3 separate regions of the Mus musculus genome follow, and regions 2 and 3 are each linked to region 1. The links are chromatin contacts, called in public HiChIP or PLAC-seq maps. All regions are on one chromosome and are shown on one strand. Each heading gives the region's core, a stretch centred on a gene start, on an enhancer-like site or on the middle of the called end of the contact. The rest is flanking DNA. Distances are from core to core; before and after follow the strand shown. Region 1 has its middle 21 kb from the start of Gm41996. Region 2 overlaps Zfp704 (zinc finger protein 704). Region 3 overlaps Zfp704 (zinc finger protein 704).

Evidence for each region. HiChIP or PLAC-seq counts read pairs in DNA pulled down with a chosen protein or histone mark.
Region 2: an HNF4G HiChIP or PLAC-seq map of pancreatic cancer cells shows a contact between it and region 1. The contact joins two enhancer-like sites. A contact is called at or near these places in 2 of 115 datasets of contacts at active chromatin or transcription factors (memory CD8 T cells and pancreatic cancer cells).
Region 3: a contact with region 1 is called in a FOXA1 HiChIP or PLAC-seq map of pancreatic cancer cells. The contact joins two enhancer-like sites. A contact is called at or near these places in 2 of 115 datasets of contacts at active chromatin or transcription factors (memory CD8 T cells and pancreatic cancer cells).

Annotation. Positions count from the first base shown.
Region 1 is chr3:9,151,964-9,156,294 of GRCm38.p6, reverse strand. No RefSeq gene overlaps it. Among named protein-coding and RNA genes, the nearest start is that of Gm41996, 21 kb to the left of the region's middle. Within about 2 kb of position 2,459, at least 158 of the 459 cell types and tissues checked have an H3K27ac peak or open chromatin away from gene starts, as enhancers often do. A contact at or near this core is called in pancreatic cancer cells, where this site is marked.
Region 2 is chr3:9,518,298-9,522,628 of GRCm38.p6, reverse strand. The region is part of intron 2 of Zfp704 (zinc finger protein 704); the gene reads left to right. Among named protein-coding and RNA genes, the nearest start is that of Zfp704, 90 kb to the left of the region's middle. Within about 2 kb of position 2,053, at least 163 of the 459 cell types and tissues checked have an H3K27ac peak or open chromatin away from gene starts, as enhancers often do. A contact at or near this core is called in pancreatic cancer cells, where this site is marked.
Region 3 is chr3:9,495,391-9,499,721 of GRCm38.p6, reverse strand. All of the region lies in intron 2 of Zfp704 (zinc finger protein 704), which reads left to right. Among named protein-coding and RNA genes, the nearest start is that of C030034L19Rik, 95 kb to the right of the region's middle. Within about 2 kb of position 2,096, at least 17 of the 459 cell types and tissues checked have an H3K27ac peak or open chromatin away from gene starts, as enhancers often do. A contact at or near this core is called in pancreatic cancer cells, where this site is marked.

The DNA.
Region 1 (4,331 bases), core at 1,210-3,709:
AAAAGAACTAATTGTGGTAGCTGATGCTAAAGCTTTAGCACCCCAGTGTTCAGGATCACCCCAGCAGAGTAGCTCCCCTCTGAAGGCCCTCTTCACTCTGATAGGCTTGACCTTTATACCTCATATCCAAGAATGACAGGACTTAGACCTTGAATTCTACAATGACAGTTTATGCTCACTTGATTGCCACTGCCTATGGTCACACATGTGCGCGTGTGCGCGTGCCGCGCGCGCGCACACACACACACACACACACACAATGTAGTGACACACAAAACTGTTAAACTAAAAGCAGGTGCTGTTCCTCCCGTCTCAGTTCCAGAATGGTATGCAGCAGCACACACACAGCTGGTGCTATATTGGTTTGATTTTTGTTTTGTTTTGAACAGAACACACTAAACACACCGAGGGTCTGAGACAATGTAGGCTTTTGTGACTGTGTGAAGCGCTACTCCTAACAAGATCTGTAGACACTGGCCCTAAACTCACAGAGACCCTGAGTGCTGTGACTAAAGGCATGGGCCGCCACCACCCAGTGGGACTTTTGTTTTTTGTTTTTTTGTTTTTTTATTTATTTAGTTTTTATTTTGTTCAAGGTAGGGTTTCCCTGTGTAGCCTTGGCTGTCCTAGAATTCACTCTGTGAATCAGACTGGCCTTGAACTCAAAGATCCATCTGCCGCCTGAATGCTGGGATTAAAGACGTGCATCATTTTCTCTATACATTTCTAAAATGAAAAAATAAAGTTGATCTATTCTTCTTCCCCCACTCCTCCATTCATTCATTCATTCATTCATTCATTCACTTATTCACTCATTTTGAGTTCTAGCAATGGGACCCAGGGCCCACACACAGTTACAGGTCAGGTCTATCACTGAGCTATATCCCAGCCCCAGGTGAGTCACTTCTCAACGGGGATCAGTTCTAGATCGAAAAACTTATCTAAACTATACCATATTAACATTGTGTCTCTCAAGAGTGATTTGCAGTCTGTAGAGTGCACTCAACTATGCGTTTTTGAATGTCCCTGCTTTCAGGAGAGCACTCTGCTAGAAAGGTTCTAACTGCCCCAAGACCTTGACAGTGCAAACGCAGTGTTAAAGCGGATTGCATTCTGTCTGCACCCATGACACTTGTAAACCATACTATGATTATGCTGAAGAAATGCACTACAAACCCCACAGAAGCCTCGCACTGCTGGACAGACAGGTCTCAATCCATGCCAAATCAGAAAATCACGGGACAGCTTCTCTGAAATCTCGCTTGAGAAAAGGTCCATTGTAAAATCTCCAAAGGTCCTGAAAGGCTTTGAGGAGCCAGGAGAAGCAGTGTTCCCACCCATTGGGAGGCCCCCAGTGGCAGCAACTGTGGAGAGGTTAGGAGAATTCTGTGAGCTAGGGGCTTCCCAGGGCGACCACCCCCAGCTCCTCTTTCCTTTTCACAAAACAGAAGTGGGGATTTCGTCTTTGCTGAACAGCCTTTAGGACTTTCCCAGCCTCCCAAGGAGAAGATGCAAAGTGGGGGTCCCCACTTTTAAGGACCCCTGAAGCTCCCCTAGGACTTGACCCTGGTGAAGTGTTTGTAAAGATGCTGCCCCATCTGCATTTCACCCATTAAGCCATCCTGACTAAAGTTAGGGCGTGGTACTACACTAGGCAGCTTCAGAACCTTCTAGATGACATTTAAACAGTTCCGATGGAGAACAACAGCTTCAGGCTGTATATCGATAAGCGCAGGCCTGTGCACTGTGCTTAAAATGGTTGGGAGGGGTTTGGGGTGGGCATGAAGGCCGGAGCTCGGGACCCTTTCACCCTCCTGTACTGTACCTGGCCTTCAGTACTGCCTCCCGCATCCCTTTCCACACCACCACCTCTTACTTTCTGTTTCACTTTTCTTCTTTCCACCTCTTCTGCAGCAGAGAGCAGATTACAGGAAGTAGGAGACAATCGAGTTAAACTAGGTAACTGAACTGTGAGCAGAGCTCAGAGGTGGAGCGCTGGCTTAGAGCCTGTGAGGCCCTGGGTTTGATCTCAGCTCAGAGAAGTGACAGCCTTTTCCAGGGCATAACCCACTATACTCCAGAACAAGCCAGTAGAAGTAGGCTTTACCTCACCAAGGGCAACATGGATTGGCACAGACCCTTTACGTGCCGTGCCCATGCTTAGAAACTATGAGATCTGTTGAAATGGGAGAGGGAGAAATAGAAAGACTTGCTTGTTGACACCCAGAGATATCCATGTCCCTGTGTCATCGGAAAGTGGAATTCTTCTTTTATGCCAAGTACCGGTTGTCCTGTCTCTGGGGGAAAAAATGTCATACCCTGGGCAAGCATGGAGAGAGAGAAAAAAAGTAATTCAGGAGCAGGCAGGCATCCAAGCATCCGACTGAGTATACAGCAGGAGCCGATCTGTGTGAGCTGTGTGTGGTTAAATCAGTCAGGCCTGAGTGAGTCATCTGATACTCTCAGGATGTCTCAGCAGAGAAGCCGCACCAAGCAATGCAGCTTAGGGATCAGACAGCAAAAGTCCCTTTATCATTGAAACCTCCTGACCTCAAAGTCAGTCTTCTGTGTTTACATTCTTTGGGGAAGTCACCTCAGAAGACATAAAGAGGCTTTTGAGCTTGTAGCTTAGCAATTTTCACAAGGATCCAGAACCACCTTTTTCAGTGGCCAATTTAAATGTCTTATTAAACCAGCCTTTGAGCCCAGATCACTTATTAAATATTTGACCCAGGAATCTAAGCCTGAAAAACTAACAACATTAAAAATGACATACAAATAATATGGGAGATGCAGGTATGTTGCTATCTAGGCTGAGAGCATCTAAGCTATAAATTTCAAAACCTTCTTGACTGAAAAAGGAGAGTGCCAGGTAAGTCCATTTGTCCTGAGTCCCACGGTGGGACCAGACCGTGGTTGGCATGGCCCAGAATGAGAAGAGTCCAGGCAAGCAGGAGCTGCAAACTCACCAAACTCTTCTACACTTGACCGTTTGAAACAGAAACAGCAGCAACCAGAAGACCATTTTTTAAAGATGGTCTTTTTGTGGTAAAAATAATTTGAGGTAATGCTCTTCTTAGAAGTTTGGAAGGAATCTGTTGACACATAGCTCCAACAAACTATAAACACCCCCAACCTTTTGTTAGGAATGTATACCGCCAGCAGTAAAGCATGGGGCTTATTGAGATATGAGGAATGCTCCTATAACAGCAAGGAGTACCCACAGGGATGCTTCCAGCATCTGACTAGGGCTCGCATGTGCTGCTGGCTAGGCGTGACAATGGCATCGAGGGTGAAGGTCTTCTGTGTGCGCAGGTCTAGCTCAGGGACAGTATGTTCACTAGTTCACTGATGAGCCTGAGAACAGGCAGAGAGCTGCTGTGATGGGTCAATCAGGGCCTTTTGTGTGCGCCTTTGTTCTCTCTCTCACCAGTGTCTCTCTCACCAGTGTCTCTCTCACCAGCATGTTTATCACCAGTGTTTCTATCACCAGTGTTTCTATCACCAGTGTTTCTATCACTAGTGTGTGCATTTCTATCACCAGTGTGTTTATCATATGGTCTCATAGGAAACTCACCAGCAAAGGTGGGCATGGTAGCTCACACCTAAAATCCCAGTACCGAGAAGTTTGAGGCTGGCTTTAGCTACATATGAGATCTTGTCTAAGAACCAAAATGAGGAAGGGAGAGAGGGAAAGAGGGGGAGGGGAGGGAGAGAGTGGGGAGGGATGAGAGAGGGGGAGTGAGGAGGAGGGGAAGGGAGAGGAGGGGGGGGAGAGGGGGGAGAGGGCTTGCTTCACCTCCCACTGCTGGGCTGGCAGGAGAGTGCCAGCATCCCGGATGAGTCAGTTGGTTTTATTCCAATGCTCTCCAGCACCTTGTACTACTTTATAACTTTGTGAAAGTGAATGGAGACAAATTAAATAAACAAATATGCAGTGCTTTATAAGAGAATAAATATCTTTATAAGTGTGTGAAAGCCACAGTTTCTTAGGAGTTTGAATAATAAGAGAGAAAAACCCCATTGATTTGGACTTTCTCAAGGCATTTTAAATGTGTGCTCTTCAGGACACTAAGAAAACCAAAAGCAATTTAGGAACTGAAGAACATACTTAGAGTGCAATCATCTATTGAAGGACGTGTGTTAACAATATATAAAGAGTTTTCTTGGGCAGGAGAGAGTCTGCTCAATGATTAAAGCATGCAGCACTCTCACAGAGGACCAGGGTTCAGTTCCCAGCAGCCTGCGACTCCAGCTCCATGTGCATCCAGACCCCCGGGGGGTCCCTGGACTTGGGGATATCCTGCCCCTCCCCACACAGACACACACAC
Region 2 (4,331 bases), core at 804-3,303, 370 kb before region 1:
AGTCTGAAGTGGTCTGTGTGACCTGAGTTTCAGGAGAGGTGCTGAGAAGAATTGTCTGTGGAAGTCGAGTAGATGAAAATCTCAGACCTGCAGTGACTCACCCAAACTTCTGATGGAATACTTATGGTTTGCTAATTATTACTAATTGATTTTATTTTTAATTAACATTCAATCTCGGCAGCTTATACTGAGTTTGCATGCTTGAACAACAGAGGTGTGCTCCTGCCATTTGCTTTGTATCCACTGAGAGCTCGGGACAGTGAGGGAAGATAAGTTAGCACCAACAACAGAGAGCGAGCAGTTTCCCCTCACACCTCACGGACTGCTGCGCACCGTCTGGCCATAACTGACTTTAGCAGAGCTCAGTTGACAGTCCTACCTTAGATCTGGGTGCCAGTTTCTGTTGCTCTAACACAATAACCCGAGTTAATTTGTAAAGAAAAAAGGTCAGTGCAGGGTCAGCTGGCTCCATGCTTTGGGCTGTGGGTGGAGGGTGGGGTGGAGCAGCTCAGATCACCAGCCAGGAAGCAGAAAGGGAAAAGGCAAGATAGATAGATAGATAGATAGATAGATAGATAGATAGATAGATAGATAGATAGGGTCAGCATCTCATAATTCTGTCTGGGGCAGTCTGTGAAGCGGTCTAGCACTCATCCATGGGCTCTGTGTGGGCGGCACCTCCCAGTAGTGCCACCCCGAGCAACCAAGGACTGAAGGCCTCTGTGCATGGATTCCAGGAACAGTTACACCAGAGCAGCCATGAGGGAGGGAACCTGTGAGCAGTTTTAAGTCTGGAGCACCAAGGATATTTTTATTAAGTGCTTTTGTATTGGTCAATGTACAAAATCCAATGCAGGAAAGAAGTATTGTACAGACTTCCCTGGAGCTCTCAGAGTTCATATTTCATGTCAGATGAAGTCACTTCACATTTATACATACTAGTTAGTATTTTCAAGTTTAAGAAGATTTTTAAAAATAAGTAGTCAAGTTAATTTTTTGTTACAATCTTATCATGGAAAGCATGACAGCAGCGCTGTAGATCCATTTGTTCTTTCCTTTTGCGTATTTCTTACACTGGTTAAAGTGACTCTGCCTTAGTGTGGAGGAAGTGCCCAGATCACTAACTACCCACCCTGCTTGGTCCCACCTTCATGGGCAGCCTCACCTGGGCAGACGTTGGGTGGGGAGTGGTCAGGAGACATTTGATTTGTTTGTTTCTGATAATACAGTGTGGTGTTGGAGTGTTTGGAGCCGGCAAGGGAGACCTGCAGCAGTTTGCTCTAGGCTGCATGCCTCTGTGCCTTTGTATGCCATTTCTCTTCCTTGTGGTGGACCTGCATCATGCTGGAGAGCAAGGGCCTGCCCTGGGAGGGGTGCAGAGGCTCTGCGGGTCTTCACAGCTTTTCCCATCAGCTCTGTAGCAAGTTTGGGGCTTAACTGTTCTCTGGGGTTACTCTGCCTGGGAAAGTTGACAGCCCTAGCATGAATTGTATTTTTTTGTTTGTTTGTTTTTTCAAGACAGGGTTTCTCTGTGTAGTCCTGGCTGTCCTGGAACTTACCAGGCTGGCCTCGAACTCAGAAATTCGCCTGCCTCTGCCTCCCAAGTGCTGGGATTAAAGGCGTGCGCCACAGCTGGTGTTATTTTTTAAAATTCTAAAACATTGTGGCCTCTGTTTCATTGCTTCCTTCTTTAGCAAATGCTCCCTTAGAGAGTGAAATATATTTTCCTCTTTAGAGTGGGGGAGGGAAAACCTTCTTCATAGCTACATCCGTCCCTGCTGCTTTTGCGGAAAGATTGATATTTGACACAGAAAGGCATCAACAATGAAAGCTACATTTAACTTCGGTTGTTTGGACTGAGCCCTGGAACAAGACCAAACCGGTTTCTCTGTCAGTGTGTGTGTGTGTGTGTGTGTGTGTGTGTTGTCTGAGTGGCACTAAGCCCAGAAACATGTTTGCATTGCCAAGAGATGGCTCTCAATACAGTGTGTGGTGGGGAAGACTGCTTCCTCGCGCCGGCAGTTGGTGTGCTCTGTGCTCTGTGCTCGCCGCCCTCCAGGAGGAGGTTTGGCTGGGCTGCAGGCTGCACTGAGGAAAGTAGAAACAGGAGCCCGGGCAGGTTGGCTTTGCACACGCGGCGGCTCCAGCCAAAGAATGCAGATCAACCTTGCTGGCTGTTTTGATTTTTTCAGATTTAGGAGTGTAATTAAACACACAGCAGTGGCCAGCTTTGAGGGACTGGGAAAGAAGCACTGTACGGGTGGTGTTTAAACACAGACTGTTTATAAAGGTGTGAAAACACCCCTGCGATGCTTTGTGTTAGCTCGCCTCCCAGCCAGCTGTGAAATCTGAGCCCGTCTCACCTGTCCTGCAGACAGCGGCCTGCTCTTTACCAGTTTAAATCTTCTCCAAGTTGAACAGCAAGGGGCCGGTGGGGCCTGTGGGGCCTGTTTGAGAGCACTGAATTTAAAGATTGCTTTCGCCAGAAGCAGAGCCGGGAGCCACAAAGAAGGAGGTTCAAACCCCCTGCTGTGCTCTTGCCTTTAGCAATTAAGTAAAGTAGACTCTGAAACCTCAGCTCCTAAACCCGACTGCCCCGAGGGGAGGGACGGAGGGAGCTGCTTTGATTGTTGTTTTGGTCGAGGTTTTTGGTATAGGTTTGCCTTATCTCAGTTTGTTTCTTCTTTTTATCTTTTTTCCTTGGCAGTGAAAGTAAAGTGACACGTTTGCAGATTAATGTTGTTTTGATTTTTATGATAAAAGCTTCCTATGCCTCAGAAAATACTGCAAAGTAGCCAGGCCACATTCCATAATGAAATCATCTGTGCTGGATGTATTACTGAGGAGCAGTTAAACTCAGCATGGAGTTGGTTCTAAACCTCCAGGCTTCATAACAAGAGACTATAACTTAGGAACAAAGCTGCATTGCAGTCCAGAAACAAACAGTGACGTGTGATGGTTGAGCAAAAACTTACAGTTCTGACCTCAAAGGGAGAAAGCTTATTCTGTAGACAAATATGAATGAGCGTGGCCCGAGGACACATTTAGGTTACCTCAAATTACTTGTTCTCACACGGAAGCAGTTTAACAAAGCCTTTGTACTAACAGAACAAAGCCATAAATCAAGACACCTTTCACAGACATTGCTGGGGACATTAGGTGGGCAGGTTGAAGCAGAGTGGAGGTACTTCTGCTGGAGGCCTCCCACCTTACGTAATGACACTGTTAGCCTTTTGGTTGGTGTCTTAGTTGGGGTTTCTAGTGCTGTGAAGAGACACCATGACCACAGCAACTCTTATAAAGGAAACCATTTACTTGGGTCTGGCTCACAGTTCAGAGTTAGCCCATTATCATCACAGGGGTAAGCACGGTGGCGCCAAGGCACACATGGTGTTGGAGAAATAGATAGCCGAAGATACACCTGGATCAGCAGGCAGCAAGAAAGCCCACCCTGGTGTCATACTTCCTCTAACAAGGCCACACCTACTCCAGAGAGAGCACACCTCCTAACAGGACCACGCCCTGTGAGTCTTTGGGGCCATTTTCATCCAGTTAACTCTCTTTGCAGCATGTTTCGTGGAGATGCAGCTTCTTTTCGAGAACCTTCTTTCACATGCTGCATGAAGCAGCATATTTGAGCATCAGTGTCAGGGGTCTTCATGTATACTACTACTATCTTCAAGACATACTTCGAAAACAATAGAAATACATTAAAGGCCCTTTCTCCATAATGATTGTGTGATTTATTTTATTTGTTCTTTGGATCTATGGATATACTTATATTGACAAGTCATCCTGTATCCTTTTAATGTTTTAAATTCAGTTTGTAAATATTTTTATTGGTGTGTGTGTGTGTGTGTGTGTGTGTGCGTGCACGCGTGTAGCTCACAGGACAATTTGGGGGAGTGGTTTCTTGGAGAATGAGCATATTGGGGATCAAGTTCAAGCCATTAGATGTTTGATAGTAAGCGCCTTTAGCCCCTGTACTGGCCCTACCTACAGTCCCTCAGTTTGCTAGTGAGTGCCTTTAGCCCCTGTACTGGCCCTGCAGTCCCTCAGTTTGATAGTAAACGCCTTTAACCCCTGTACTGGCCCTACAATCCCTTGGTTTGCTCACATTTGTTGAGGACTTTTGTATTTGAGTGCATCAAGGAAATTGAACTATTAATTTCCATACTGGTTTTCATGTTAGTGTAACACTGGCTTTGGAAAGAGAGTGTCTAAGCCTTCCTGTTTGATAAAGCATTTTAAGAACTATGTCTTCCAGTTTTTAATCTAGAGTCTGTATTACTTTCATGCCTCTTGACATGGGCTGAATAATACTCCCTTCT
Region 3 (4,331 bases), core at 847-3,346, 340 kb before region 1:
ATGTTGAGTAGCCGCAGAGGGAACTCCCACACCTACCGTCCCTCTGCAGCAGCAGCAGCAGCTTCTGGCAGATTTTCATCTGCTTCCCTTTTTTAAGTGCAGTATTTTAAGAGCAGATTCCAGACATTATATCATTGTTCTCATAATACTTGAGTGTGTTCTACCAAAGGAAAAGCAGGCTTAGCCACGGCTGTGATGATCCCCCCTGCACTGGAATAGGTGCCTAGTTTTTGGTTTTTTTGTTTTGTTTTGCTTTCATTTTTATTTCTGTACTTTTCCAAGACAGGGTTTCTCTGTTTAGCCCTGGCTGTCCCAGAGCTCCCTTGTATACCAGGCTGGCCTCAAACTTACAGAAATCCTCCTGTCTTTGCCTCTGCCCTCTGCCCTCCGCACCCCCGAGTGCCGAGATTGAAGGTGTGGACTACCATTGCCTGCTCAGTATTTTCTGTTCTGATGATTCTCTAGCACCGAAATGAATCTACACTGTCACCTTTTATGATAAGCCATTGAAATGGGTTCCTACTATCATCCAATAACTCCACAGATACTAAAATGGGGTCAAATTATTATCTACTGTTTTCTTCCATCTTCAAACATTTCCAGTTGCTCGAACTGTCTTTTAATGACTTTTTTCAAAATAATCACAGAAAATATTCCTCGGTGCTTAAACTTTTATCATTTGAATTTTTGTTTTTTTCAGAGCTGATTGTCAAACTGATTAAAATATGCTTTTATTTATATAAAATTGCTAATTTGCTTTTGTCATTGCTTATTTGAATGATTGTTTTAAAGCAAAAAGCTTGAATAAGCAATAATGATGTTCATTTTTAACCAGTAGTTTTATATCTATACTTTAGACGGCTGGTATTTAATGTTCTTTTTGTACGAACATAAGTTTAAAATCTTATTTAAATCAACAGATTTTATATAAACAAGATGATAATTCATTGACTTGTTTCTTGGTATATTTGTTAACTTATTTTTATCTTACACTTACAGATTGAAAAATCACAATTTTGGAACTTTTTCTAGAAAAAATGATTACTATGTCATTGCCAAGAGTTATCTTTGTTTAAGTGTAAACACTTAATTTAATTTTTAGAAATATATTTCTTTATTCTTAAAGGGATACTTCTGTAAGGCTCCAGATGTAGCCACAACTGCTATGATCAGAATTAACAGCAAGCTCCCAGAAAGACAGGTGTTAGTGCTATGAAACTGTATTCACACCCTCTGCAAATGACACTGCCTCTTTAATTGTTGAATGTTTAGGATGGCGTCATAGCATTGTGTGGCACACAGGGTCATTCAGAAGGCAGCCTTTCTGATAGAGCTTTCTGGTTCCTCTCCTGACAGTGTCTCCTGTAACGACAGCCCCCTCCCCATGCACCTGCCCCTTCTGCCCCTTGGCGCCTTGTTCTTGTCTTCCAGCTGTTCTGTACACTTAAAGTGCTGTTGCTAAATTTGTAAATAAAATTGCAGAAGGCATCCAGGCATGGCGCCACATATCTCTAATCTCGGGGCTTGGGAGGTAGAGGGAGGGGCATCAGGAGCTCAGCACACCTGTGCATATGTGTGCACATACACACACACACACACACACACACACACACACACACACATGACAGGGTTATGTATGAATTTCCCATAAACAGTGACTCTGACTTGGCTCAATGGTTATCTTTAAAGCCCTTGGCTTTCTTCCCACCATTCCTGTAAAAACGGTATATGAACTGCATGGACTATCACGTAAGCTCTGCGTCCATCAACCCCAGGTCTTTCCATTTCAGGTAAGTTACGTGATGTCCTGAGGTTATACCGTTAGTTATGTGAGACCAGACCACAGATGGCGAGCAGATGCAGGTTGGAGTGGACCCTCTTCTTTCTCATTGCTTAGTAACTTGCCAGCCACAACTCCCAACTCGTCTCCTAAGAACCCATTGACAAACCCTGTTAAACAACAACTAAGTAGCTGAGATCCGCGGTAGCAACGCAGAAAATACTCTTTAGAAAGATAGGTGGGAACAGGAATCCCCCGACCCTGCGTGACAAGCCCCAACCCTGCTGTTCACCAGAAGAAAACACTTTTGTCCTAGCTCCTTTTGGTTAATTGACCTGTGTCACATTTGAAAAGCATAGCCTGCCATTATCAGCCTAGTGACTAATAGTTATTTGCGCAGTACTCCATGGTTATTGTTACTTTGATTTTCCTGGAAGCTTTTCAGGAAGCTTGTCAGCCCACGTCGAGGCCCTGGCAGGAAGCACAGGAAGTAGACGTGGATAATCATGCCATCACTGACTAATGACTCCCACTGGGGATTTTACACCTCAGTCAATTATTACCTAATTACAACCAGCAAAAATACATACTGTGTTCATGCCATGCAAGAAGGTACTGAGTTACTGCAGGACAAAGATGTAAACAGTGTGTCTCTACCCACCAGTAACTTACAGTTGGCGAAGCAAACTAGTCATGTGCAAGGGAAGCCCTGGAAGCTCCAGCACAAAACTGCACGAGCTTCCACTGGTTAGCCGTGTGCACAGTAGTGCTCGGACTCAACGCCCCAAACTTAGTGAATTAAAACAAGACTTGTGTGTCCCCTTCATTCTCATGCAGGCTAGCTATAGGTCAGCTGATCTAGGCTGGACCTGGCAGGTCTATAGGAGGCTGGGTTCAGGTTTCTGTCATATGAGTGGCATGTGCCTGGGATCAAGTGAGTGTGTGTTCTCTCATAATGGTACAGAAATGCAGGACAGACAAACACAACTGCTGTGTTCCCCACGGCCTGAACTGAACACAGAACAGCTGCTGCCTGGTGGCAGATACCTAGGTTCAGTGATTAGATCAATTTAAACTGTCAAGGGCAATGGCTGCATGGTAAGAATGATCCTCAGACGCTGAAATTCCAACTGATGATGGTCATGGACACAGAGCGAGACGCTAGTGATATCACCAGACCTCCAAGTGTTGGGAGGTGTAATATAGACATTCATCCTTTCTGATGGGACAATCTGGTAGCTTGTGGGGAACATGGGATTTGAGATAACCTTGAATGACCAAAATAAAACAAGCTGAGGTTTTGTTTCCATTAGAGCAAATGGTACTTTCATGAGGTAATGGAAGGTCCCCTTAGGGTTTGAGTGACTGAGGGCCTCAAACTAGGGATCTTTGGAAGATGAAAGCAAAGGCCAGGAAGGACCATGCTAGCAGTTTGAGAGTTTGTCCAATGCTTTGACACTATCATAGAAAATGTACATACACACAAAACCCCACTGGCAAATGAGAGGAAACAGTTTGTGAACACCTTTGTATGCTACACTCAGGGTTAGACTTCATTTCTTTGGTAATATAGAGTCATCGAAGACTTCTGGCTTAGAAATGATGAAAATGGAGTCTTAGCACTGTCTCAGAAGAGACAGCTTGAAGGGTTAAGAGGTAAAACATTAGGAAGCAAAAAGGTGTCTAGGCAACCATTAGCTATTGCAGTAGGAAGGCCTCACTGAAAAAAGGACCACAGGAAGCAGGGAAAATGTAAAAGACAGTTCAGGTTAGCAAAGAGGAAAGAGGAGAGCACAGGGAAACTGAGTACGTTGTCAGGCGATGATGGCCAAAGAAGTGGGCATCCCTGTTTTCAGTTATAGTTGATAAAGTTGAGTTATAGCACAAGTGGGAAGCCTAAACCTTACTCCAGCCTTGTGCAGTGTGAACATTCTGTTCCCTTCACCCTGCTCAGGAGAACTCTCACAAGTGGGACCCTGTTCACTGTGCCCTTGGTGCCTAGGAGAAATCTTTCACACTAGACATAAATGTGTAGAGAAATCTTGTGAGACTTGCACGTGTGTGTGTGTGTGTATTCCTCCTGTGTCATAAAGCAGCCTTGCAGAGCTGAGCGAGTTCTCGCAACAACTGCAGAATGGTACATAGATGTCATTGAACTCTAAACAGTTCCGGCACAGGCTTCCCTGCTAAGAACCTTCTCCATTAGCTAATGTGTCAGAAAGGCTTTAAATACCGGCACGATTTTAGGAGTCCAGAGTGTCCTTGCAGTTCAGAAACGGAGTACTTTGTGTGATAACGTTTAAGCAGTATATTCATTGGCCTTTCTTAGTTTTCACTAAGGCAGATGAACCAAATGAGCAGATGCTGCTGATGGAGAGCTAGTAACTGATCTTGCCAGTTGTCACTTAGGGACAGTTCTGCCGTCACACATCTTCCATGTGGAAGCTAAAATTAAGCCACTCTGGTACATTAAGGCTGATAAACACAGCGTGAACAGATTCCTGAGTTGTTATTTCAGACTCTGGGAATATTCTGTATCCCAAGGATAGAA